2 separate regions of the Bicyclus anynana genome follow, and region 2 is linked to region 1. Evidence: chromatin contacts called from public Hi-C data. All regions are on one chromosome and are shown on one strand. Each heading gives the region's core, a stretch centred on a gene start, on an enhancer-like site or on the middle of the called end of the contact. The rest is flanking DNA. Distances are from core to core; before and after follow the strand shown. Region 1 holds the start of LOC112049830 (protein yippee-like). Region 2 overlaps LOC112049830 (protein yippee-like).

Region 1 (2,700 bases), core at 184-2,683:
GTCGTAGACCCCTTGCCATATTTTTCCGTGTTGGGTAGACCGCCTACTCATTTGATATTGATTTTCTGTATCCTACAACTTACACAATTTTATAAAAATATATAATAAATTGTTTTACTTCATAGTTACTTTTAAAATAATGTATATGTTTTTATATTATAATATAATATGATGTAAAAAATAGGTACTATCAGTGTATGATCGACTATCGTGGAAAACATTTTCATTTATTGAACCCCCAAATTTTTTTTCGCTGACATAGACCCCATGTAGTTTGTCATAGACCCCCAGGGGTCGATATACACTTTGGGAATCACTAATCTAGCCGAACTACAAACCCTCTACTTAGTTAAATACGATCTGAATTTCGAACCCGTACTGTCAAGAGTCATGTATTTCAATATTGTGCTCTATGTAGGTACTACTTAACCTACTTATTCAGTTTAAATGCCAAACACACGAGCTGATTTCTCTGCAACAATACGCATCTATATTATATGCAATACCTACATAATATGCACTCGCATAAAAGTAATCTACGTACATACATAAAGCGTAGAGATACAGTCACCGACACTCATGACGGTGGTCAGACCGGTTCTGATCGGAGTCGAGTCGAGACTCGAGTCTCGCCCACTCTGTGTATGTGTGCACAAAACAGCTGATTGATCCGACAACAAAGGAAAAGGACACCCTATATAATTACAATGTACCTACGTACATGCATAGCTTGTTTGTTGTTTTTATATATTACACAACCCCTATCACTATCGATTCAACAACATTGTATTGGTTGTTGTATTAACATTACAGAACTAGGTAGGTACTTATATGTAATTATTTTTAGTTATATCCAATATATGACGCAAATACTTTGTGCTTTACGTAGTACGTAGCAGTGTTTCGTAACACTGGTATAGATTTTTCAGTGTAATTAGATTCTAAATAGAAATGTACATGATTAGTGAACAATGATTGTGAATTATTCTAGAGGTGAAGGCGACCACAACAAAGGACATACTTGCCTTTCTTTTCATCCAATACACGGCGTTCCTAGATATTATTTTACTCCAAGAAAAACTATAGTCCTTTTACAAAACAAAGTTCGCTTTACTATCGACAAATCACGAATGCATTATAAATATTAATAAATGTTTATTACGTTGTCTATAAAAAGTCAATTTGTCACTTGTGTCGTATTTACCACTGGACGTAATCTTTGGTTTTTAGTTTCACGACACGCAATTTATTAGGTACATATGCATTTGTAAGTACTAAAATAGTCCTTGTTTACGTTACGTGGGTTTTATTATATTATTTACATCACTTCTATGTGGCCTACGAACGTGATAATTCGTCGCACTGCCTGCGCACTTAGTTTGCGCTGCTGCGTCAAAAACAGACGTTTTGACTTTCGTCTCCTCTCGGCTGCCAAAGTTTGTTCGAACGACATCGGCTCGGAAGGCAGTCGGCCTTGATTCGTTGTTCTCTATCTCAGTTTCTAGCCTAGACATTCTGTTCTGTTTCACTCGCACTTTTGACAAGTGACAGTTACTTTACAATGTTACCAGATAGATTTTTATAATAGCTTCCATTTTATTTACGCTGTTTTAGTAGGTTACAAAAAGTACATAGGCACTTGGTAGGTAATATTTAAGTTAAAGACATTGAACTAGTTATTTAGTTATATCCGTGGTTTAAAATTCCTTGTTTAGGCCATCATATATGTTTCGCAGAGAACATTGAGTCGGATGCTGGTTCCTACGATCAGTGTAACAATCAACTGATAAAATATAAAATGAAATTGTTAAATTCCATTGTCGTGAGGGTTAAATAATAAGTCTTATCTAAAGTTATTCATTTAAAAAAAATGACTTTCAATTCTAGTCGTGAACCTGCGACGTTTAAAGTATCGTAGGGTGGTCCAAGGGTAACATTTTTGTGTAAAATAGTAAACGTATAATCTATGAATGACTGAGGGTAATCAACTGACAATAACAAACTGTATTATTAAAATTACTAAATTAGTACAAATGTCATCAATATGGCAACTTACGCTTAAGACAGATACAGACTTAAAACTTGTGCTACTAGGGCTGCGTTTTTTTTTGTACCTAATAAGTCTTTAGCTTTGTTTGCTTTACCGTTTTGGAATTTGTAGAAGATAGTAATGACATTGAACATATCACATGGAGCCATCCGTATCAGTCTTAAGGGGCTGGCATAGGGACGATATGTTCATTCAGAAGTCCCTACAAAAGGGCTATATTTAGCAGTGAATTTCTGTCGGCTAATATGAAGATGATGAATTGTAAAATAAATATGCAATTTCTTGAATTGAAAAAACATATATATCTACAGCCGAATGTAATCTACTTTTTTGAAGACTACAAAGTTGGTTTGTCTATATTTTACATATACTTACGGACCCGGCAAACAATGTTCAGCTAAATATTGGATAGAAGCAGGCGTTACTTTGCGGAAGTTCATCATGATTATATAATGATTTATTTATTTTGCTATCATCCGCGAAAACTCGGCGAACCCATGCGACAACGTCACCCAGGTCCGACAAAATACTCTCTACGTACGTTTCACCCCGAAACCGGAGCATCCTCAGGAGATGTTGACTCTACTTTGCAATTGCACGTTGTAGAGTCAACATCTCCTGAGGATGCTCCGGTTTCGGGGTGAAACGTA
Region 2 (2,700 bases), core at 142-2,641, 150 kb before region 1:
GTCCATTTCATAGTTTCACAAGGTACTGGTCTAAGAGCCGTTATTAGAAATATATATTCCTTATGCTGGATCTCGTACTATACTATATTGTTGTATAAATAATATGGAAATGCTCTTTAGGTTAATTAGATACACTTAACTTGCAATGGAGACACCAATCAAGTACGTTATCATAGTACGTCATACACATCGTCCGTAATCACATCGTCACATCACGCAAGTCGCCTCCGCAAATGTAGTAATAGGGTTGTACGAATTTCCATCGTCGACATATCGATACATTCATTGGTAAATCGAAGCTCATGCATATTTCTTACACGGATAACATCATTATTATTAATTAAATGAAGTACCATATGCATATTAAGATAAAATATACGGGGTTAAATGTTTCTACTAATTAAATATTATTATACTTTTAATGGAAACAATAAATGAATAATAAAACTCGCTCCTAAACCTTCTTCTATATAAAAATTGATCACGATCGCGTCGAATCATCTCCGTTTACCGACTATCAAGTAAACAAAAAAGATCAAATTAACTTTAAACTCTGTAAGTATTCCTCCAAAAGAAAATCATATACAGATACAGCTGGACAATCAAAATGATGATCTAACTAAAAATTCAAAATCATAATAATTAGCGCAAATTAATTACGGAATTTAACTCCGCAAACACATTGTTTCGACTAGTTCTCTATGTAAAAAAGTAAAAACAAAAAAAAATAAAAGCCATCTTGTACAGCTGAAATCATTAGGAACATACATCTGACATCTCTGAGCAACTCTTTTGAGAAAAAATCGTTCAAGAAATTCAAAACTCTACACTAACATACTTATCACAGGTTAAGGGGACAAGAGAAAGTATTAGTGTTCTCTCAATACAGCGATTACGTGTAAAATAACCTAATACAACTTAAGGGTAAGTCGCGCGTCAGCGGCGAAACTAAAATCGTTTTTTTTTTAATTATAAACTAAAAATTAGTATAAATTGTAAGCCCACTGCCCAACGCTGGGCGGCTGAGATCGATTACTTATGTGTATGTAACCACTGTGCTCAAGCGCTTGAAGCCTAATGACAATCGGTCAATTCCGTACAATCATTCAATACCAATCCGTCGGGATCGCTCGTTTACTTCAGAGACGCACGAACCAGTCGTCGCCGATATTCCAATAATATTTTTTACAGTATGACAAAAATAATCTCTTTCCGACTACGACTGGTTCGTGCGCCTCGATTCGCTCTGTGCTACGTAGGTGGGCGAGGAGGCCTCGCCTGTGACGTCATCACGAGGGTTCGAGCCTGCGTGGTGGCATATCCCGATCCCGATCACTTCACATCCCGATGCCGATCGGCTGGTTAATTGACTCGAGTCTCGGTCCGTTCATGTCACAGCACTATAGTCCGAGCACACACTAGTCTCCGGCACTCAGTCCCACCCGTTCTCTTTCACCATGTGAGCGAGCTCGATTATGAACTTGCCCTCTTTGTATTTCTGACTCGACTCGAACGCGTACTCCTGGAAATGAATAACACGGATATATTAGACTTGGATCGTATCGATCAATCTTTTTCATTGGTTAGGTGTTATAATAAAAGTGAAATAGGTACTTTATAGTTGAAACAATGTTTTTCTACTCTTAATTTAGAACCTTAAACCATGTCACAAAGCTATTTATTCCTACAGGTCATTTGGTAATGTTTATTACCACACGGGTAAACCATGCTCCAATGACTTTTTTTAATTTTTAAATAGTTCCATGGCATGGGCTACAAAAATTAAGGCTTCCATAAAAGAGACAAAATCTAGGAGGACACGCCAATAAAAAATGTAGGATGCCTAGCGCCAATAATAATTTATATATTAATTACCAAGTTTAATTTATATTATTACGGTCGTAGAAAAAGTATTGTATGCCAATGCAATGACGGCCATCGTAGCACCTCGTACTGTCTAGTGTGCAATTCGGCTCATTACACAAACGAGAATCGCAAAAATAACTAATATACGTTACTCATTACTAAAGTTCACTTCACAGTTTACTGATTTGAAAAGAAAAGGTATTCATGCCAATGGAGTAGCTACACAGGGGCATAGGCTACAATGCCCTGGGGCCCTAAAAGCTCAGGGATCCCTCTAATCCATATCAGAATATCGCGATCGAACTGAACTTATAACTTTTTTTATTTGCACCAAGGCCCGTGGTTACGTAGCTACGCCACTGATTCATGCTCACATATTTCCAGCCCAGCATGGTCTTGCAGCACTCGCAGTAGATGTCACGTTCACATGTAGAGTATGTACTCACATATTTCCAGCCCAGCATGGTCTTGCAGCACTCGCAGTAGATGTCACGTTCACATGTAGAGTATGTACTCACATATTTCCAGCCCAGCATGGTCTTGCAGCACTCGCAGTAGATGTCGGCCACGGCGTGCAGCCCCGTCAGCAGCACGCGCTCCTCCGCCGGTCCGCACCCCACGTTTACACTGAAATCGGAACATAACCTCTTTTAAGTAGTCTGTTAACTACAAAAGGCATTTTTGATAACTTTGTGGCACCCGCGGACTTACTGGTGTTGGCTCGACCTCCTCTTTATATTATTGTGTATGCGTAAATTGCTTTAACCATGATAAACATAATAATTTATTAATCTGAGCTAATCTATAATGTTTGTCTTGTGGTAAAATTATCGC

The links. Hi-C and Micro-C count contacts between places; a contact is called where the count stands out from the background.
Region 2: a contact with region 1 is called in a Hi-C map of whole body, with 4 times the contacts expected there. The contact joins the enhancer-like site here to the promoter of LOC112049830 in region 1. A contact is called at or near these places in 2 of 2 Hi-C or Micro-C datasets (whole body and whole larva).

Annotation. Positions count from the first base shown.
Region 1 is chr14:14,198,262-14,200,961 of ilBicAnyn1.1, reverse strand. LOC112049830 (protein yippee-like) reads right to left here and starts at 1,433. Exons shown (of 6, transcript XM_052885268.1): 1 at 1,026-1,433.
Region 2 is chr14:14,348,657-14,351,356 of ilBicAnyn1.1, reverse strand. LOC112049830 (protein yippee-like) reads right to left here. Exons shown (of 6, transcript XM_052885268.1): 5 at 2,385-2,493; 6 at 1-1,522. The coding sequence ends at 1,433. Among protein-coding and RNA genes, the nearest start is that of LOC112049829, 29 kb to the left of the region's middle. Within about 2 kb of position 1,391, at least 8 of the 8 cell types and tissues checked have open chromatin away from gene starts, as enhancers often do.